3 separate regions of the Sus scrofa genome follow, and regions 2 and 3 are each linked to region 1. Evidence: chromatin contacts called from public Hi-C data. All regions are on one chromosome and are shown on one strand. Each heading gives the region's core, a stretch centred on a gene start, on an enhancer-like site or on the middle of the called end of the contact. The rest is flanking DNA. Distances are from core to core; before and after follow the strand shown. Region 1 holds the start of HDAC6 (histone deacetylase 6). Region 2 holds the start of SUV39H1 (histone-lysine N-methyltransferase SUV39H1). Region 3 has its middle 30 kb from the start of GLOD5.

The links. A called contact is a pair of places that touch in the nucleus more often than the background predicts.
Region 2: a contact with region 1 is called in a Hi-C map of heart right ventricle, with 2.9 times the contacts expected there. The contact joins the promoter of SUV39H1 here to the promoter of HDAC6 in region 1. A contact is called at or near these places in 4 of 47 Hi-C or Micro-C datasets (alveolar macrophages, blood, epiblast stem cells and 1 more) and 1 of 2 datasets of contacts at active chromatin or transcription factors (alveolar macrophages).
Region 3: a contact with region 1 is called in a Hi-C map of skeletal muscle, with 5 times the contacts expected there. The contact joins the enhancer-like site here to the promoter of HDAC6 in region 1. A contact is called at or near these places in 7 of 47 Hi-C or Micro-C datasets (heart right ventricle, liver, retroperitoneal adipose tissue and 2 more) and 1 of 2 datasets of contacts at active chromatin or transcription factors (alveolar macrophages).

The regions. Positions count from the first base shown.
Region 1 is chrX:42,916,099-42,919,918 of Sscrofa11.1, forward strand. HDAC6 (histone deacetylase 6) reads left to right here and starts at 1,813. Exons shown (of 29, transcript XM_003360315.5): 1 at 1,813-1,963; 2 at 3,034-3,156; 3 at 3,241-3,369; 4 at 3,509-3,597. The coding sequence starts at 3,064. LOC110257658 (a long non-coding RNA gene) reads right to left here and starts at 1,825. Exons shown (of 6, transcript XR_002340570.1): 1 at 1,740-1,825.
Region 2 is chrX:42,795,541-42,799,360 of Sscrofa11.1, forward strand. It overlaps SUV39H1 (histone-lysine N-methyltransferase SUV39H1), which reads left to right and starts at 1,769. Exons shown (of 6, transcript XM_021080076.1): 1 at 1,769-2,613. The coding sequence starts at 2,595.
Region 3 is chrX:42,845,029-42,848,848 of Sscrofa11.1, forward strand. No RefSeq gene overlaps it. Among named protein-coding and RNA genes, the nearest start is that of GLOD5, 30 kb to the right of the region's middle. Within about 2 kb of position 1,838, at least 70 of the 83 cell types and tissues checked have an H3K27ac peak or open chromatin away from gene starts, as enhancers often do. A contact at or near this core is called in alveolar macrophages, liver, retroperitoneal adipose tissue and 2 more, where this site is marked.

The sequences.
Region 1 (3,820 bases), core at 563-3,062:
GGGAATGAAAGAGAGGGTAGGGAAAGGAAATAAGAAGGAAAAGAAAAAAAGAAAGCCATGGGGTGGGAGAGAGTTGGGAGGGCGCATTGTGGGGGGGGGCGCAACTCCCCCCTACCCATACACTTTCTATTCCAGCTTGCGTGCAGAGGTTACCCACTGGAGGGAGCAGACAGGAAGAGCTGTCACCCAAGAAAAACTCCCCTCCCAAGGTCCATTCTGACTCCCCGGCACTATTATCACAATTTCCCAGAGGAGGAAACTGAAAGGAAATAAGAAGGAAAAGAAAAAAAGAAAGGGAAACAAAAAAAGGAAAGGAGGAGTTTCCTGGCGGCCTAGTGGTTAAGGATTTGGCATAGTCACTGTGGCTGTGGCTCAAGATCCATCTCTGGCTTGGGAACTTCTGTGTGCCATGGAAAGGCAAAAGAAAGAAAAGGAAAGAAAAGGGAAGGTGTTCCCGTCATGGCTCAGCAGAAACGAATCTGACTAGCATCCACGAGGACGCAGGTTCAATCCCTTGCCTGGCTCAGTGGGTTAAAGGATTCGGCATTGCACTGAGCTCTGGTGTAGGTCTCAGACACGGCTCCAAACTGGTGTGGCTGTGGCTGTGGCTGTGGTGTAGGCCGGCAGCTACAGCTCCGACTGGACCCCTAGCCTGGGAACCTCCATATGCTGCGAGTGCAGCCCTAAAAAAAGAAGATGAAGAAAAGAAAAGAGAAAGTGAAAGAAAGAAAAGGAAGGAAGAAAATGCCCCAGAGGCCAGTATGTGGCCTGCAAAACCTAAAATATTTACTATCTGGCCCTTTACAGAAAAAGTTTGCCAACCTTTGTTGTACAGAAACCTCCCTTCTGACTATACAAAAAAAGTGGGTCTTGGCCCTTACAAGACTCCCTACTCTTTCACTTTGCAAGCATCACCTCAGAACGTTCCTCTGTGTTTATCACTGCATATACATGTTTTCTCTGGCGTACGTGGAGGTGTAAAGGTCTTTTAGCTGCGACCCTCTTCCACTGGGACAAAAGACACGTTCAGGTAGGAAAAGAGTGGAAGGGAAGACTAGGTTGAAACGGGTTTGCAAGAGTGTCAGAGGGCCCAGCTACTGGGCGGTGGGGCTGTCAATCTGTTGGTTAGTCAGCGATGCTGAACCCCAGACCCCTTATCTCTCCCGCCCCAGCCTACAGCCCGGTAGGAAATGGTGAAGAATGAGAGAGGGAGATTAGGAGGACAAACCGGCCTCCTGCGAGGCTGATATTCAGACATTTAGCCATGGGGTGGGAGAGAGTTGGGAGGGCGCATTGTGGGGGGGGGGCGCAACTCCCCCCTACCCATACACTTTCTATTCCAGCTTGCGTGCAGAGGTTACCCACTGGAGGGAGCAGACAGGAAGAGCTGTCACCCAAGAAAAACTCCCCTCCCAAGGTCCATTCTGACTCCCCGGCACTATTATCACAATTTCCCAGAGGAGGAAACTGAAGCACAGAGTCGTTCAGTAACTTGCCCAAAGTCACATGGCTAAGTCCCATAACCTCAGTTTCCTTATCTGCAAAGCAGCCTTAGTACTGGGAAGTACCTCATAGAACTGTGGCTTACGACAATGCCTGTCACATACAACTTGCTATCGTCACGATCATTCCCCCTTCCATTCCACCATCCATTTTCGCGGCAGACTATTAATAGCTAACATTTGGTGAGTGCTTCCTTGCGTACCACCTTAGTGAATATGAACTCAGAAAATTCTCACATTTGTCATCATCACCACTCCCTTTTTGGCCGCCACCAGCCTCGTCCAATTTCCACCGCGCTCCAGGCCCAGCCACCAGCCCGCCCGCGCTACGTCATCACGGCGCGCCGCGCGGGAAGCCAGGGGGCAGGGAGAAGACGCCCTTTCCTAACTCCCTCGCTTGCTTGCTTGCACTCTTGAGTCACCGCACGGTACAGTTGGCGCGAGTCCGGTGGGCTCCTAAGGTAACTGGACAGGGACAAAGAAACCGCGGTCACGACCGCCAGGGTGACAGCTGTGGCGATTGGGGGAGGGGAGAAGCTTGAGCCCGAGCGCCGCGTCAGGCAGCCGGCGCGCGCTTCACGCAGGCGCGGCACGGCCAGCGTCGCGCACTGACGCGCTGATCCGCCGTTTGTGCGTTCCGCTGGAGGCGCAAGGCCGGCTCTCCCCGGTGTGGGCGGGATCGGGGCGGGCTGTAGAGAGATCTGGCCCAATGGAAAAGAGAGGCTCAGGCACCCGCGGCCCTACAGGTCGCCGAGAAATTGGCGGCGCGCGCCAAGGGCGGAGTTTGAGAAAGGGGCTGCGCCAAGTGAGTGGAGGGATTCGTCAACGTCGACAGCGGGGGCGGGGAGGGGGGGGCGGGTCTGGGGGAGGGGCTCGGAAATGGCTGTAGGGGCTTGGGGAAGCGTTTGGGGTTGGGCCTGGGCAGGGGGTGGAGCCTGGCGGAAGGGAAAGGGCAGTCCCCTGAGGAGCTGGGCTCCTTGAAACGTTAGGGGCGGGATCTAGCCTAGTGGAAGGTGCCGGTCCAGCCCGATAAGGGGTGGAGTTAAGTGGATCGTTAAGGGTGGAGTCGGGGCCCGGGGCTGGGGCTGGCTGAGTGAAAGGGTGGGTGATTATCCTGGGAGATTGGCTGGCCAGGGCAGGTTTGCGAAGGGGTGGGGTCTGGGCGAGGCTTTGAGGAATGAAAGGATCTGGGAATGGGGCTTGATAGAGTGAAAGGGGCGGTGATTAGCTGGCAAGGGCTGGCTTAGATCAGGACTGGGCCAGGGGGTTAATTGCTCTGTGAAAGAGCCAGACCGAAAGGGTAAAGAATAGTGTAAAGGGGTGGAGCCTCGTGGAATGGGCGGGACCAAGTGGAATGGACACCCCCTTGGAGGGAGAGAGCCTTGAGAGAGGCGGAGTTTAGAGGTGGTGGGGAATAGATAGCCTAAGGGATGGAGGCTAGCGTAGGGGGCGGGGCCTGGGAAGGGGCTGGGATGAGGGGTCTTCAGGGCGCTCGGGGCCCCTTCTCAGTCACCTCCATCCCACCCCCCAGAACCGCGTCAGGGGTGAAGTCTCCCCAGCCATGACCTCCACCGGCCAGGATTCCACCACAACCAGGCAGCGAAGAAGTAGGCACAACCCCCACTCCCCCCCACACGACTCCAGCGTCACCTCGGTGAGGCCCCTGACCGGCCCTCTTGAGGGGGAGGGGGAGCAGTGGGCCGTGTACTGGACTCTGACCCTTCTCTCTGTTTGGCAGAAGCGAGGTGTTAAAAAGGGTGCCGGACTCCGCTCCAGCCCCAATCTAGCGGATGTAAAGAAGAAAGGCAGAATGAAGAAGCTTAGCCAAGCAGCCGAGCAAGACCTAATCGTGGGGCTCCAAGGGCTGGTGAGAGGGGGCCTGGCTGCAATGTAGCCTCCTGTGACAATCAAAACCGTGAGGTTCTCCATCCTGGAGAGTGTGGGAGGTTCCCTCTGACTCAGGCTCTCAATGCATCAGCCTTTCCCTTTTTTCTTTTTCCTCACAGGATCTGAACCTGGAGGCCAGGACACCGTCTGGCACTGGCTTGGTGTTGGATGAGCAGCTAAATGAATTCCACTGCCTCTGGGATGACAGGTGAGGCTGGCTTCTCCAGGCCATACTCAAATCACACAAACATACACCCTTAGAGCCCATTAGCAAGAATGAATCCTTTCTTACTCTAGCACATGACCTAGGGAGACGAGGCTCAGGCTCGAATGGGTTCTTTTCATTTAGTCAACACATATCTATTGAGAGCCTACTGTGTGCCCAGGGATGGTGATTACAGATGTATCAGACCAGATAGACAGGGATCCTT
Region 2 (3,820 bases), core at 519-3,018, 120 kb before region 1:
ATCCGGTGTTGCCATGAGCTGTGATGTAGGTCGCAGCCGTGTCTCGGATCCCATGTTGCTGTGGCTGTGGCGTAGGCCGGCCACTATAGCTCTGATTCGACCCCTAGCCTGAACCTCCACATGCCATGGGTTTGGGCTCCCCCCACCCAAAAAAAAAAGAAGGTGCTAGTCCAGAAAGATTCATGTTCCAGGTGAGCAGGAGAAGCCCACCCCAAGGTCACTCATCTGAGGTTTTACAGATGAAGAAACTGGCTTAAGATCACACACTTTAGTAAATGGTAGAGCTGGACTGAACCCAGGTAGCTGGGCTGTAGAATCCAAGCCTTAACCCACTACATCCTTTGGGGGGAAGGACAAGTGATGCTCCCCAACACCCATTAAACCTCTTTGTGTCCCCCAGGTCATGGGAGTTCCCATCATGGCTCAGTGGTTAACGAATCTGACTAGGAACCTCGAGGTTGTGGGTTGGATCCTTGGCCTTGCTCAGTGGGTTAAGGATACGGCATTGCCCTAAGCTGTGGTGTAGGTTGCAGACGTGGCTCAGATCCCGCGTTGCTGTAGCTCTGGCGTAGGCTGGCGTCTACATCTCTGATTAGACCCCTAGCCTGGGAACCTCCATATGCTGTAGGAGAGGCCCTAGAAAAGACAAAAAAAAAAAAAAAAAGAAAGAAAGAAAGAAAGAAAGAAAAAGGTCATGACTTAAACCACTTTTGTGGGTTCGACAGGCCTCCTTGACTCCTGGGAGTGGGAAGGTCCCGTGTGCCTGGGGAGACTGGGGGCATGTGAAGGTCAGCATCTGACTCTGTTCTAGAAAGAATAAGGGAGAGAGGGGGACTCCACGGTGAGACTCCACTGTTAGCTGTTTCACAGCAAGCAGGGGCTACTGGAAGCTCAGCCTGATCAACCATTTCTCCAACCAGGTCACAGCTGGGCTGGCAGGCACAGAACAACCGTTTGGTTAACTGTATAACCATTTGGTTGACTACATAACTCATGGACCGACAGGGAGAGGGGCAATTTGAGGAAATGACAGTGCGGTTTCCTGACACCGTGAGCTACTGAAAATCTAACTGAATTACAGCCCACCTGGGACTGGCTGGAGCTGGTGACCTGATAATGCAGAAGGCAGGCAGGCTCCTGGGGGACTTACAGGCTGGCTGATTGATGACCCGTGTTGTTGCTGCTTGCCTAGGTGGTGGGATACTGTGAATGGCTGACTATTCCTAGGAATCACACCCGGCCCGAGGGAGTGTCTGGATGTCACGCTGTCTGGCGATGTGTAAAGGAAATCTACCCCAAGGGAATTTCAGGCTGACTGATGGACGATCTGTTGCCAACTGATAGGCAAGCCATATCTGGCGACTGACTGTCCACACTGGCCAGATCACACCATGCCTGACATATCATGTGGCCAGTCGGATGCTGAGAATGGCTACCTGGCTGGCTGATATGAGGGGCAGACTGAATGAGTCACAGGCCAGCTGGCCCACTGAAAGATCAGCGTAGCTGCCCGATCCCATGCCTGTCGTCGGATAGAATCACGGCCGCCTTGAGAGGGCCCAGGGGTGGGAGGATGTTGACTGACCGACCAATGGGGGGCATGCATCGCCTGAGAGGTGACAGACTGCTGACCACTGACGGGTGGCCTGGAGGCTTTAGCTGCTCTGACTACGAGGAAATAATTGCCTGATCCGTGGTGTGAATGGGGAGGAACCCGAGGGAATTACAGAGTGACCAACTGACAGTGGAGAGAGTGACTGCACCACGACAGGGCTACATTAGATGCTGACAATGACAGCCTGTCATGGTATAATCAGAGGCAGCCCGAGGGCCCCGTCGGTGGTGAAATGATCCCCCCGCCACCCCCCTCCTTCGGGGTTTGGAGCTGCTCCCAGGGCCAGGGTAGATGAAGAGCCTGGCTGCTGGACCGACTGACGGTGTGACAAAAGGACAGGCTAAGAGAATGACAGGCCGGCGGGCGTGCAGCGTAGCTGCTGTCAGCGCCGTATGTCTGCCTTGAGGGTCTCGCAGCTGGCCCCAGGGCACGAGTGGATGCTGCTATTGACAGACTAACAGCGTGAATGGGGGGCAGGGGTCTGATGAGGCGGTGGTCGTGGTGAATGACCCATTGTCTGATTTGAGTCGGGTGACTGCCTGAGCAGCTGTGTGTGGCGGTAGTCCACCTGGGGAGTCATGGCCTGCTTGGGGTTAAAAATGTGGTGACGGACTGACTGACGGCCGTAATTGGGGGTCTGACAAGACGGAGAATCCCCCCGTGCGGCTGGCTGACAACGTGATTGGCTGATAGCGTGACAGACAGACCGGCGTACGGGCAGGGCCTCCGGCAACCTCGGCAGCCACAGCCGTCGCCGCCGCCGCCGCCCAGACGCACTCTGGGAAAGCGCCGGCGAGCACCCGCCTTCGGGACCGAGCCGGGTGGCGGGGAGGGGTCCGGTCACGGCTCGCCGGTTGGTCCGCGCTGGCGCTGCTCGCGGCGCGGCGCGGCCAATAGGCTGCGCGTTCTCGGCCACGCCCGCGCGAGCTCTCTTCTCGCGAGGCCGGTTAGGCCCGAATGTCGTTAGCCGTGGGGAAAGATGGCGGAAAATTTAAAAGGTGAAGCAGTGGCGGCAGCGACGCGGGCCCGCTGGCCGGGCCGGGTGGGCTGGAGGGGTGGCGTCGCGGGCTCGGGGCCCCGGCGTCCGAGGCCACGGGGCCGGGAGCCGGAAGCTCGGCGCCGAAAGGCTGGGGCTCGGGGCGCGCGGGCCTGGCGCGCGGGGCTGGGCGGGGCTGAGGGGAGGGGGCGCGTGCCTCGGAACGCGGCGGGCACGGGGCTAAGTGGGGACGCGGGAGGGGGGCGCGCGCCGCAGTTCGCGACAGGACGGCGCGCGCACGCGCGGGGACTTGTCGGGGAGGCCGCGCCCGCGCGCGGGAAAATTGGCTGCCGGTGACCGTTACCCGCTTGGTGTCCACGCGAGACGCCGGAAGGGGAGGGAAGGGAAGGGGACGGACCTCCTTTTCAGAGTTGGGGGACAGGGGACTCTTCAGGGGGAGGGTATCTCCTCGCAGCGTGATGGGGGAAGGGCTTGCAGCAGAGAGGACTCTTCCAGGAAGAGGTGCAGGGGCTTCCCTAATGGGAGAGCTGGATCCCCCCGTGCGCAGGGAAAGAGGGGTGACTCTCTCAGTATGTTGGGGAAGGCGGGCTCCTCTGGGTGAGGAGAGCTGCGGGGAGGATGGGTTCCACAGGTGTGAGGGGGACCTCTGAGGGTAGGCGGGTCCACCTGTGGTCAGTGCGGAGCCAGCAGCTGGTGTGAGTTGGGACCGCTTGAGCGGGGTTTCAAATGCAAGTTGAGGGTTTGAAAGGGAGAAGCATCAGAGGGAAAAGGAAGCGTGGGCACAGGCCGAATCTCCATTAGGCCCGCTTAAGGGAGCGGGGGAAATGCACACGTAACAATTTCGTAAAGCTCTTGGCCATTTGTAGTGTGACATCTATAGAGTATTTCATCATGAGTAAGTATTTGATTTTTCTAACGGGAGGTCGGAAATAGTAAACATTTTTAAAAGGTGAAAATGAATGAGGACTGACTACATTTGGAATAAGGGCTTGTGAAATGATTTGATAAAATGGCTTCTAAAGCACAGTCATTAAGAATATGCCTTGAACTGTAAGAAGCCTTTTTAAACTTAAAAAAAAAAAAATCTGCATGTCCGGGAAAATTCTGGTAGTCCCCAAAACATTCCGGGGATATTCAAAATAATTGTCGTCACTAATCTATATTGTCGTGTCTGTTCTTGAATTAAGAGCACAGCCCTTTGGGTGAGC
Region 3 (3,820 bases), core at 588-3,087, 71 kb before region 1:
TGTGAGCTGCGGTGTAGGTCACAGATGCGGCTCGGATCCTGCATTGCTGTGGCTCTGGTGTAGGTCGGTGGCTACAGCTCCGATTCGACCCCTGGCCTGGGAACCTCCATATGCAGCGGGTGCGGCCCAAGAAATGGCAAAACAAAAAAAAAATACAAAAACAAAATTTTTTAATTAAAAATAAAATAAAATAATATCATGGTTATGTATGTTCTTTACATTAGGGGAAGCTGGGCAAAAGTTATACAAGAGCTCTGCACTATTTCGGCAATTTTTTCTAAGTCAAATGATTTCAAAATAATTTTTAAAGGGAAAAAGATCTAAGGACATAAAAAGTAACTTATAAAGCTTAAATACATCGTTCCACAAGCTCAGAAAACAACATTAAGCCCCTTTCGCAGTCCAAGAAATGCCAAAAACCAAAAGTCAGATTCAACTTTAAGAAAGAACAAAAACCAAAACCCTACACTTGCAAAGACAAGGACCCTCAAACAACTTAGAGATTTCACACCCTAGGACAGAGACCCACAAACATCTGGAAGACCTAAAACCCCTGTGATGCAGACCTCAAAATAGCTGAGAGACTTCACAATTTGTTCAGAGATGCCCTGCCCTGAACTGAGATTCCAACGCAAGTCTGAGATTTGACATTCCAGACACAAGTCCCCCAAACTGCACACAGCACAGGAACCTTATGAGTTGACTGACTTGAGAACCACTTTCCTCCTACTCACCTACACTCAGCCGAACATCTCCCCAGCCTGATACTTAAAATCCCATCATTAAAAAGTTTACTCCTTTAAGTCTCGCCCCTCCCCCCGCCTTCAAAATTCTCCTTTTAATTGCCACACGCCCCTCCAGCTTACAGCATGAGATCATGCATTGCTCTCTAGCCGGGTATGGCCCAGCCCCTCACCCTACTCCTTCATACATGCACTGCCCCACACCCCAACTCAGGCCTGGACCAGAGGGGACAGGAAACTTCCAAGTCATCCTCTCCGGAGGGAGGAAGGGATGATTTGGAGGAGGATCGTGAGATCGCCTTGAACCTTCTCTGCAGGACTCGGACCTACAGAGGCAGCCTGTTACACGGATGTCAGAAGCCCTGGAGAATTTTTTTTCAGTGCTGTTGTGACCTGGGAGTGGATCCAGAAATCAATATAATGGGATGCAATAAGCATTGTTTTAAAAAGAGAAAGAACAGATAGAAGAGAATAGAAAAGATTACCCGACACAATCTGTGTCAGCCAATAATGCCAGCTTCTTTTACAGGTGCGGAAACTGAAGTTCCTAGATGGGATTCGAACCTACAGTCTCCAGTAGCCAAAGCCCTGCCTCAGCAACCCCAAACGCCAAACCGAGAGCCATAGCGCCTGCGCCAAACCAGTAGCCAATGACAGCCTGGAGCCAGGGGGATCCGGCTCATAGCCTGTAAGAGATTTGGGAAAACCTCTGTACCCTGGAAGAGCTTGAGTAGGCAATCTCACGGCGGCCAATCATAGCTGAGGGCAGGACTTGCTCCCACCCTACTCACCCAGCAGCCAATCACCGCTCCAGCTACCGCCTTCCAACCCCACCCCCACCCCACCCCGCCGCTGTTGATTAGACTCGGTAGAACCAACCCAGGCGGGACCAAATGAAAGGTCATGGTGATGGCGGCTTCCAGATAGGTGGAGGCTCCAGGTTGAGGGTGGGGTTCCCCCCACATGCCTGGCCTCCGAGGCCAAGGTCGGTCAGGGCATCGCCATTCTCTCCATTTGGGGCAGGGGCTGATCCATGCGCAAAGTCTTAGGTGTCCTCACATGCACAGTGGTTTCTTCCAAAGTACACGGCCCCCCCCCCCGTCCCCGTGGTACCTCCCAGAGTGGACTGTCCCATCCCGCAAAGGTGTGTCCAGGATCTGCAATGTCTCATCATTAACTATTCATTCCCACCCCTCACACTGCGTGCGTGACCTAAGAAGGGCTATTTCATATCAGTTTTCCACTGATGTTGATATCATGTCAATTGGTTCACGCCAATACAACTAAGTAGATATTTCTCTTTCACATCTTCCTCCCCCTGCCCATGTTCCCTCCCCGTCTCACTCTCACATATCTCCCCAGTGGACCATCCCAAATCTGATGAGCCTGTTGAGAGCGAGGGCAAGGGATCCAACCCCTTGCTGCAGTCCTGGCCCATAAGGAGGTTTCATTTCTCCCAGTGCTACTGATGAAAGTGTGAATTTGTGTGCCAACATCTATCGGAATAAAAAAAATGACACACCTTCCCACTAGGATGGCAGTACCTCCAGGATGTATATGGATTTCTGTTTCCTCTGTGTCTCTGCAGCACTTAAAACGGTGCTTTGCACACATTAGGTAGTCAAAGTAGGGACTGCTAAATAAATGACTCCTCTGACCTGGCAGTTCACTTCTAAGTATGTGTTCTAAGGAAATACACATGCACAGGTCTGTGCTCACAAGAATGGAAGGAGCACGCAACTAGCGGGGAAAGAGTGATTCATGTTATACTGTCACGTACAGGCTGGCTGTGAGATGGAATGAGACCTCAGCACTGGAAACGTACCCCAAATGGCTCAGGAAATATCCCATCATTGGACACAGAGCACAAAAGAGCCTGGAGACCTCACCCCATGGGGCACAGAGTCCAAAACAGTTTAGGGATCTCACACTGTGGACAATGACCACAAAACAGCCTAGAGACCTCATACTCTGGCCAAAAGCTGGCAAAAAAGCTCAGAGAACACACAGTTAGTTCATAGATAGCATCCTTCAGTCTCAGACTCCTACAAACATCTCAGAGACTTCACTCCCTGGGACATTAAAACGTCTCCACACTGGGATGTGAATCCCAAATGGCTGACATACCTCACAGCGCAGACACAGACCCCCAAACAGCTCAGAGACCTCACCCCCTGGGATTTACCTTAAAAATCCCAGCCAAGAAACTATTGCCTTTGGAATGGATGAGCAAAGAGATCCTGCTGTATAGCACTGGGAACTATATCTAGTCACTTATGATGGAGCATGATGGAGGATAATGTGAGAAAAAAATGGACATATATGTATGTGTGACTGGGTCTCTTGCTGTACTATAGAAAATTGACAGACCACTAAACCAGCTATAATGGAAAACATAAAAATCATTACAATAAAATTTTTTTTTCAAAAACAAAAATTCCAGCTAAGGAATTCCTTTCATGGCTCAGTGGTTAACAAACCCAACTAGGATCCATGAGGATGCAAGTTCGATCCCTGGCCTCACTCGGTGGGTTACGGACCCAGCATTGCCGTGAGCTGTGGTGTAGGTTGCAGACACAGCTTGGATCCCGAGTTGCTGTGGCTGTGGCGTAGGCTGGCAGCTGTAGCTCCGATTCAACCCCTAGAGCCTGGGAACCTACATATGCCATAGGTGCAGCCCTAAAAAGAAAAATAAAAAAAAATCCCAGCCAAGACCTCACCCTTTTGATATGGACCACAAAACAATCCAGAGGCCTAGACACAAACAGAATGAGGGTGTCACACATGTACCCGCTGGAGGAACCGTCTACAGGACATGCTGTTGGAGTTGCCGTCGTGGCTCAGTGGTTAATGAACCCGACTAGGAACAATGAGGTTGTGGGTTCGATCCCTGGCCTTGCTCAGTGGGTGAAGGATCCAGCATTGCCGTGAGCTGTGGTATAGGTTGCAGATGCGGCTCGGATCCCGCATTGCTGTGGCTGTAGCTCCAATTAGACCCCTAGCCTGGGAACCTCCATATGCTGTGGGAATGGCCCTAGAAAAGGCAAAAAGACAAAATTAAAAAGGCCATGCTATGA